2 separate regions of the Mus musculus genome follow, and region 2 is linked to region 1. The links are chromatin contacts, called in public Micro-C maps. All regions are on one chromosome and are shown on one strand. The core of a region is the stretch at or near the end of the contact, and the rest is flanking DNA. Distances in the headings are between cores, read along the strand shown. Region 1 holds the start of Rasgrf2 (RAS protein-specific guanine nucleotide-releasing factor 2). Region 2 has its middle 40 kb from the start of Rasgrf2.

Evidence for each region. Hi-C and Micro-C count contacts between places; a contact is called where the count stands out from the background.
Region 2: a contact with region 1 is called in a Micro-C map of embryonic stem cells, with 2.0 times the contacts expected there. The contact joins the enhancer-like site here to the promoter of Rasgrf2 in region 1. A contact is called at or near these places in 2 of 39 promoter capture datasets (the 3T3-L1 cell line and embryonic stem cells), 5 of 484 Hi-C or Micro-C datasets (cortical neurons, embryonic stem cells, neurons and 1 more), 1 of 115 datasets of contacts at active chromatin or transcription factors (embryonic stem cells) and 3 of 9 other capture datasets (adipose tissue, liver and pancreatic islet).

What each region holds. Positions count from the first base shown.
Region 1 is chr13:92,128,399-92,133,565 of GRCm38.p6, forward strand. Rasgrf2 (RAS protein-specific guanine nucleotide-releasing factor 2) reads right to left here and starts at 3,430. Exons shown (of 28, transcript NM_009027.4): 1 at 2,809-3,430. The coding sequence starts at 3,096.
Region 2 is chr13:92,169,832-92,174,759 of GRCm38.p6, forward strand. No RefSeq gene overlaps it. Among named protein-coding and RNA genes, the nearest start is that of Rasgrf2, 40 kb to the left of the region's middle. Within about 2 kb of position 3,035, at least 4 of the 459 cell types and tissues checked have an H3K27ac peak or open chromatin away from gene starts, as enhancers often do. A contact at or near this core is called in embryonic stem cells, where this site is marked.

The DNA.
Region 1 (5,167 bases), core at 2,180-4,679:
ACTTAGAAATAAGTACACCAGATACATATTTGAAAACAGGAACATTCTTTTGGAGGCACGTTAAGCATTTTTAAAACAAATTCACCTGATTACATCATCATTATTGTTCTAAAGAAATAGCCACTGTGGAAATGCTGATAAGACAAACTAATAATTTCCCATAAAACCCTGGAATGCCATGAGATCAATGGAGCAGCACAAATTTTCCTCCAACTTGGGAACATTTGAAAAGCCAGCTTATTGATGAAAATAAAAGAAAACTTCAGGGTTTATGTTCTGGTCCATTTTCTGAAATTTTCTATAACTTTTGCCAATAAACTTAATTTGAAATATTATTTAGATAAATTAAACCAATTGGTATTTCTTCTTATAATTTAACTATAAACATATATAACTAGAAATTTAAAGTGATTTGAGAAAGAAACAGAACTCAAGAATGGTTAGAAGTGGTTCACAGGAAGAATTGAGTCATTGTTGCAACATCCTAAGATGCTGGATTCTACCTCTGTAGACGGGTGACACCTCTGGCTCACTGGATGATGTCCCTTATAGGTTTGTGGGGCTACTGACCTGATTGATTTCTCAGAGTGCCCATTTCAATCATCTCTGTCCTTAGCTTTTCAGATGCAGTGTTTGTCAGTGTTTATTTGCAGTTCACATCCTCTATGTAGCAACAATGTTGCAGTATTTTTATAGTCTTAGAAGCAGATGATCACAGCACTGGAAAGTGACACAGTTAACTGAAGGGAGGCCAATTGCATACACTACAGACTTAGGATAAAACATATCTCCATAGCATCTCTTCATAATTTTTCAGTTGCCTCTAGGTAGCAGTGTTCAAGAAAAGCATTATTCAGCTAGGCTAACCCATGTCAACAAAGCATTTCCAACATACAGGAAAATTTATAAATTCTCCAAGACCAACTTCAAATTCTTTCTGGAATGCTTACATCTCAGTTTTGCTTACAAACTACAAAGGTCCTGATTCCCAACCTCCCAAATATGCATGAGGTGACAAGCACCACAGTTCATGTGACAGTAACTAGGAAAAAATAACTTACCAAAGGTAGCCTCCTAGAACCCCAACTATTCAGGGGTTTCAAGTCGCTATTAGAGTCCAACTTACAAATAACTGTCCTGAAGATGCAAGTCCTGACCTTTACACGGCCATAAACAATGCTTTGCAAATAACATTGGCAGGTTTGGCAGCCACAAAAGCTCTAACCACCCCTGAAACTCAATTCCAGAGTAACCATAAGTGGTTATTTGTGAACTTCAGAATACATACAAAGGAAACAAATAATTTAGAATTGAGTCGGGGGTGTGTATTTTAAAGGACACCGTTTTATTTTCGACATAGTGGGACTTAAAAATCCATTGGGGAGGGAAGTCTTGTGGGCCTTCTAACACTATTCAAGAATACACAAACACACACACACACACACAAACACACACACACTTTCAAAAATATGTTTGCTGAAAACTTTCCTTCGATTCTAGACTGCACAACTTGAATTTTCTGTATTTCTAATACATATATCTGCCAGCTTGGAAATTAGTTTTCCAAATGACTAAGAGCACCTTCAAAAGTCAAAGGGCATCTTTTAAATTTCAAACTCCTAACCCTTCTGATGTGATTAAGCACTTATCATTTACCGAAGTTAATGATTTACAGTAAAAATCAAAAGCAATCTTGTGCCTGGTGTGGTTTCAGTTCCTCTGAGTTCTAAGCTTTGTTTTAAGAGGCAGAAACATTAGGTGGCCATCCTAACCACCATTGTGTGAGCAGCAGCCTCCGAGGTTTACAGTTCATGCATTCTGGTCAGATCTGCACGGAAAATTCAGCCTAGAAATATTTTTCTGGAACAGCAAAGGCAACCAGTCCCCCCGCCGCACCCCTACATACCTCCCTCTTCCAAGGTCTGGAATATAGAGGCAAAGAGAAAACATTTGGCTGAATAAAATCATTCCTCTTTAACTGTAATAAACAAATGGCATTTGAAATCAATATGGTTCCTATTTTGCAGGAATGGGATTCAGAGGTTAAGCCATTGCCTTCTCCACGCCTTGAGCACACAACAAACCCATTCAAATTATGACCTACAACTAAAAGGTCTCATTTACTTTAAAGTACAGAGCGTTCTTTTTAAATGCCCATGTTTTTAAACATAAACTCAGGGACAAATGCTAATTCTTGGGAGACAGTGTCTTTATGCTGACCTCGGTGGGCAAACATTCTCAAGACCTAAACTACAACGCATGATTGACAAGGACCAACAAACGCGTCCGTCTTGGTAGTGGGATTGGTGCCCAGAACTACGGGTAAGCCATCACTGGCAGGTAAAGAACTCTGCCGGTCCGGAGCCAGTGAAAAAAGAAACCAAACTTTCCGAAATAGGGTAGTTTGGTCTCACCAAACCAATCTAAATCCAACAGGTGTCAACAGACACTTGCCACATTAAGGTCTAGAACAGCACGGAGTGGTTAGGGAAGAAACTGAGAGAAATCTGACCTAACCTCTAAGAGGATTGCGAAGGAATAAATAAATAAATAAATAAATAAATAATAAAAACCAAAACCTAAGCTAAGCTAAACCAGCCTGGTCTCTAGCCCAGCTGGTCGCTAGGTGGTGGGGTTAAAGGATGGTGGTGTCAGAATCTCTCTGCTCACTCACAGGGACATGCGTTGCTACAGGGTCTCCAAGCACTTGTCCCTGCGCTGTCAGCTGTCCACCCAGCACCAGAGTCGGACAAGCAAGACAGCGAGGCGTCTGGGGTTGGAAGCCAGGGAAAGGAGGGTTCGAGGTACCTGCTTGTCCAAAGCGTCCCGGGCGCCTGCGGGTCCTGCGTTGGTCCTGGGTGGTGCAGGCGTCCGCTCACAGCTGCAGCCCTCTAGAAGGTACATGCCCGCTGGCCGGCCGCTCTGCTCGCCTTCGAAGTAAAAGAGCACATTCTGGTAGAGAGCGAACCACTTCTCGTGCCAGCGGCTCGCCTCTGCAGCCTTCTTGCTCAGGAAGCCGCGTTTGGTGCCCTCCTTGCGCGCCAGCATGGCCAGGTACAGGGCGTGCCCCTCGTTGTAGCGCACGCTCTTCTGCATGGCGAGGGCGCGGAGGGCGTTCGAGTCGTAGCCTCAGCTTCTTGGCGGGGTCATCGCAGATTGCCCTCCGGGAGGACGCACCGCAGACTGCCTGCCACGGGGCACCCCGCTCGCCGCCCAGACCTAGGGCGCCTATCCGGGCTGGAGCACCAGCACCGTCTCCTCCCCGACCGCGCCCTCTCCGGCCCCCGACGCCTCCTGTTCCCCGGAAGCCCGGTGACGAGTGGCCCTCCGAGGGCGCCCGCACCAGTGTCACTCCACCCGAAGTATTGCGGGAGCCCAGCCTCTGCGGCGGGCTGCGCTATGCTATGAGGCGCGCGGCAGCCAGAGGACTGTCCTCGGGCAACGCGCTCCGGGAGACAGAAGGTAAAACGTCACGTGGGAGATCAGCAGTAAGCGGCTTGGAGACCGATTTAAAGGGTAAAGCCGGCGCGGTGGCGGCCGCGGAGGCGCTGCGTGCTCACCCCAGCGCACATCCTTCAGTCGCCTGCCAGGACCCTGGCCTCTGCTTCTGTCCAGGCCAAGCCTGGATGGGGCAGATCGCCCAGGAGGAGCAGGAGCGAGCTTGGTAGCGCCCAGTCGCTCACAGCACAAACACTCACAAATGTGCTCTCATGCATACACAGGCAAACGCACACTGAACATACACATGGAGACTGAAGCATGCACACAAACACACAACGCTCATATTCGCGCACAAAATCACACATGCACCCAAATACAATAAGCACAGGCATACAAGCATACATGCACTCACAACATAAATTACCAAATACTCTTTAATCCAATGCTCACAGTCATACACATAAGACTGCAATGTACAGTCATGTATAGCACATTCCTAGGCACACAGATATACATTCACAATTACAAAAGTACATCCACAGTATGCACTTCTGAAAAACGCAAACCTACAAATTTGTACTTAAGCAGGCAACTACATATATCTACATATCTTAGTGCTATCTCAAACACCCTAATATTTACTGTACTCAGTGCATACACATTTATAATCATATACACATTCACACAATCACCAGAAAAACATACACCTAGACAGAAACACACACACACACACACACACACACACACACACACACACATACACTGGCCTTTTCTGTCACATACACACATGTTCACAAACATGCATTTACATGCAAATGTGCATTCATAAACATACTCATCAGACATGAGCACTTACAGACAGGACACAGACAGATGTATGGGCACTGAGAGGCACACATGTTTACAGCTCATGTGCCAGAACTCACACTCACAAAAAGGATCAGTAGCAGCAAATGGAGTCACAAGGTGACTTTGCATAAACCACAATGTTGGCTTTTCAGCTTCTACCGGCACTGTAGAGATCAAAACTAGCTGTGGCTGTTGATAGGAGAAGTCGAGTGTTCCCTGAAAGCCAGCAAATGTCAATTACTTTTGGACACCTGTTATGTGATTATGATTTTTTTTAAAAGCCAAATGTTCAGTATGCCATTTTAAATAAGGAGAGAGGGGATAACCTTATCAGGGAAAGTGCTGTCAGGGCAGACACTGTCCTCAGAGGCCAAACTGTCACACACAGGCTGAGCAGAGTTCCTTGTTGAAACTGGGATTCATTTGGTTAACAAATCTTACAGCTACTGCTGGAAAACCAAGACACTCTGCTCAAACAAAACACAAGTGGAAAAGAAATGATGTTCCAGCAGCTTCAAAAGAAAACTAGTGAAACCCCACAGTGTTCTTTTTTTCTTCTGCTTCACATTCTTTTTATTCCCCAGAGCCAGGTATTAAAATGAGTGGCCAAAAGAATATTGTGGAAAGAACAGAATAGCAAAATACCTCCTTCCAGGGCAATGAATTGATGGCAATCCACCTGTCTTGTCCTGCAGTTGTGTGCTCACAAATTGATCGCCGCAGGGTCCTGCCTGTTCTGAAAGGCTGTCTTTGCAGGGTGTTTTGACTCTGCCTCGCTGAACAGCTGAGTGGTTTTGCATTTTACTGTCAAAGAAAACGTCACTATTGAAATCCATGTAACAGGCAAATTGCCATTTTGAACAGGTTATTGGGAGAA
Region 2 (4,928 bases), core at 1,785-4,284, 41 kb after region 1:
AGTAGGGAAAACCCTCAAAGATATGGGCACAGTGGGAAAAGTCCTGAATAGAACAGCAATGGTGTGTGCTGTAAGATTGAGAATCGATAAATGGGACCTCATAAAATTGCAAAGCTTCTGCAAGGCAAAAGACACTGTCAATAAAGGCCACCAACAGATTGGGAAAGGATCTTTACCTATCCTAAATCAGATAGGGGACTAATTTCCAATATATATAAAGAACTCAGGAAGGTGGACTCCAGAAAATCAAATAATCCCATTAAAAAATGGGGCTTACAGCTAAACAAAGAATTCTCACCTGAAGAATACTGAATGGCTGAGAAGCACCTGAAAAAATGTTCAACATCCTTAATCTTCAGGGAAATGCAAAACAAAACCTTGAGATTCCACCTCACGCCAGTCAGAATGGCTAAGATCAAAAATTCAGGTGACAGCAGATGCTGGCGAGGATGTGGAGAAAGAGGAACACTCCTCCATTTTTGGTGGGATTGCAAGCTTGTACAACCACTCTGGAAATCAGTCTGGCGGTTCCTCAGAAAATTGGACATAGAACTACTGGAGGATCCAGCAATACCTCTCCTGGGCATATATCCAGAAGATGTTCCAACTAGTAAGAAGGACACATGCTCCACTATATTCATAGCAGCCTTATTTATAATAGCCAGAAGCTGGAAAGATCCCAGATGCCCCTCAACAGAGGAATGGATACAAAAAATGTGGTACCTTTACACAATAGAGTACTACTCAGCTATTAAAAAGAATGAATTTATGAAATTCCTAGGCAAATGGATGAACCTGGAGGGCATCATCCTGAGTGAGGTAACACAATCACAAAAGAACTCACACAATATGTACTCACTGATAAGTGGATATTAGCCCAGAAATTTAGAATACCCAACATATAAGATACAATTTGCTAAATGCATGAAACTCAAGAAGAACAAAGACCAAAGTGTGGACACTTTGCCCCTTCTTAGAATTGGGAAGAAAACACCCATGGAAGGAGTTACAGAGACAAAGTTTGGAGCTGAGTCGAAAGGATGGACCATCTAGAGCCTGCCATATCCAGTGATCCATCCCATAATAAGCTTCCAACCGCTGACACCATTGCATACACTAGCAAGATTTTGCTGAAAGGACCCAGATATGGCTGTCTCTTGTGAGACTATGTGGGGCACTGGCAAACACAGAAGTGGATGCTCACAATCAGCTATTAGATGGATCACAGGGCCCCAACGCATGGAGGTGAAGGGATCTGCAATCCTATAGGTGGAACAACAATATGAACTAACCAATAACCCCCACCCCCGGAGCCTGTGTCTCTAGCTGCATATGAATCAGAAGATGGCCTAGTCGGCCATCAGTGGAAAGAGAGGCCCATTGGTCGTGCAAACTTTATATGCCTCAGTACAGGGGAATGCCAGGGCCAAGAAGTGGGAGTGGGTGGGTAGGGGAGTGGGTGGGGGGATCATGTGGGTGACTTTTGGGATAGCATTGGAAATGTAAATGAAATAAATACCCAATTACAAAAAAAGAAAATACAACAACAGATCAAAAGGCAATAATAATCTGCATCTGTCAGTCTGTTCCCTTGCCTGGTTGTGAGGCACACTGTATTCATCTCTATGGCTCCTTGATTTCCCAACAGTGGCTCATACTTTACATGCAATAGATGCTCAATAAACACATATCTTGATGAATATGAAGCAACCTCCATCCATAATATAAATATCTTTCAGGGAAATGGCTGGTAGTCTATTTCCATACCAACAATGTATTTTGAAATTTGGTTATAAGACTAACTAATCCCCTCAGGGGAACTACCCACACACAAGTTAAAGGGAGTTCAAAGGGAATGTGGGAATCTGTGTTTGAATACCCTATTGAATGTTTTAAATTTCATAACAGTAAGGATGGCTCTTCCTAAAGAAGTTGGGTGACTAGCCTTGGATAACACCAGTGTAAAATGAAAGAGGTTAATGAACTTTTAGCAGACTCAAAAATACTTCATCCCTGTGTTAGTCAGTGGTTTGATTGGACTGAGAAACACATAAGAGCCAACATCTTGGCAAGTTCACAGCAATCTATTGTGATGTCAGTCTAAACATATTGTGTTCACCTAAACACAAGTGTTCACCCTTTTTCAAATCAGAAGGTTTGGTGTAGAAAACAATGTTACTGAGTTTATCATATAAATTTGACCCAATGGTGTTTAATTACCTACCTGATATCTTCTACCAATCTGTCTATGTCTCCTAAATTTTGCATAATAATAAATTTAGCTGCCCCTCAATCCCAATTTCTGCGGTAGGCCTAAATTCTCAGACTTGTTCAAGTTATGGACATGCCATTGCTATTCAGAGTTGTATTTATCAGATCATATGAGATTATTTGTACTTTGAGGTGACTGATGGATCATGCCTTGAAGTCCTTCTTGATCAAACCCAATGTTATACGCCACAGACCCTCTGGGTCCCTTTGTCTGCGTGGAACAGGTCTCTGGTCGCAGGTGGGCAAAGAGTCGGCTAATGACAGACAGACCAACACTCGAGATTGTGTATAATCTGAATGTAATTTGTCAAGTCGAGCATCAAACTTTTTATACAGCAGAATAGCAAGAAACCAGATGAGATACAATCCACCAAGTTACAGTGACAATATAAAAGGAATGTATACATCAAAAGAAGGCGGGGACCAGGCCAATGCCACTAAGAAGGGAGCCAGGTGTAAAGCTAGTCTATTGTTAAACCCACCACCATGTATTCTACTTTAGCAGACCTTCTCATGAATAGTGCAATACCACAACTCCCCTATTTCCTGGGTCTTCAGAAGAATTCACCAACTTGCTTCTAATATGAAGCTTGCTATACCTGGCTGTAGAGAAGATTCCTGTCTCAGTGGGATTCCCTAGCTCTATTATGGTATTCCCTTGTTTGGGTGAGATTTGCTACTGTCCTTAGTAAATACTTTGCAGACCAGCCCTGAGCTGCTGGCTCCGTCTTTTGTAATGCTTAATTAGTTACTGAATAGGTAACTTCCTTACTGCATTCCTACCGGATTCCAAGCTCGTCTGCTTCTGGAACCTTGGAACACTGGCGAGGGCTTACATATGTCAGAATTCAATCTTAAAAGACACTTATAATAAGATAATACTAAAAATGAGCACGTGGATCCATACACCTGACTAACACGGGAATAGGGTATGAGTATATGGGTTAATGAGAACGCCAAAGCTCCAGGAGGTGAGTTTCCGTGAAACTCTTTGCCTCGTGAGTGCTTCCAGGCTTCTCAGCCTGTCAAGCAGACTTCACTGGAGTGTGTGTGGCAGTTATAGACTTTCTCCTGTGTTTTCCTCTAGGATTTTTATCATCTAATGTTTCATAGTTAGGTCTGATTCACATTGAGTCAATTGTTTATGTAAGATGCAGGTGAGGTATGTGTAGAGCTACTCTTTGATAAGAGAATGTCCACATTCTATGCCATTAATTGTTGAAAATGTTTTTTCTCTATTAAATTCCCTATGTCTACCTTTGTCTGAAAACCATATTGAATATAGTCTGGTCTGGGCTTTCTTTGTCCCATTGGCCTACTTGTCTATATTTCCTCAGTCACGTTACCACCCAGTCTTACTGAAGATCTAAAATTCAAGTCAGACCAACTTTGTTTTTATTCTCAGATTTCTTTTGGTGATTCTACTTTCATGTAAATTTTAGAATCAGCCTAACAATGTCTTGTAAAAGATGTGGGCTACTTTGTGTGGGGAGTGGGAACACCTTAAGATGACTGAGTCTTTCAATACATAAGCAGAGTTTCTCTGCACTATTGAGACCTGTCTTAGCTAGGGTTTCCATTGCTGTGAACAGACACCATGACCAAGGCAACTTTTATAAAGGAAAACATTTCATTGGGGCTAGCTTACTGGTTTTGAGGTTCAGCCCATTATCATCATGGCAGGAAGCATGGCAGCATCCAGACAGGCATGGTGCTGGAGGAGCTGAGAGTTCTACATGTTGTTCCGAAGGTGAACAAGAGAAGACTGTCTCCAGACAGCTAGGAGGAGGGTCTCAAAGTCCACCCCCACAGTGACACACTTCCTCCAACAAAGACTCATCTGCCCTCAATAAGACAATGCCTCCTAATAGTGCCACTCACTCCCTGGGCCAAGTGTATTCAAACCACTACAAGACCTCTCTTCTTTCTTTGATGAAAGTTTAGTAGGTTTAATATGAATGATGATATAAGTACCCCGCATGTGTTTTACCTTTCATTTTAGAGGCAATGTGTAAGACTGTAAATATGTTTGAACATCACACATGTAGTCTACAACTTTCAAAACTGTCTTTTTAGCTTGGGGTTCCTTAAAAAACCTCTGGCCTCCATATGCACACAGAGACACAGACGTAGATATATACACACCCACATACCATTAGAAAAGCACGCTTGTTCTTCCCCTATATGGATGTTTTAAAAGTTTGTGTGGATTGTATAAGAGTGAAGTTGAGACTAGCAAGGTGTGGTATGATCAACAGAAGCTGGCAAATGGGCACCCAAACACAGAATTAGTATGTTCCTCATGCCCTCCAATGTAGTGTGTGTATGTGAGGGAGGCTGTAGCTCACCTATATACACATACAGCAACCCAAAGACTCCAAAAATGAGATTATAAAAGGGATATGGAAATATTAATTAATTGATTTAGCAGCACACACTCTGTACATGCATTGGAATATCATATCACACCCCATAAGTATATTCAAGTATTATATGTTAATACAGAAACTTTAATGTTAGCGATAGAAATGTTAAATGCTGATTTGAGTATTATACACTATGCACACATATTGAATCATCACAGTCTGCACTATTAATTTATACAAATAAAATAATTAGGCCAGATATGGTGTCATACACTTATAATCCCATAAACT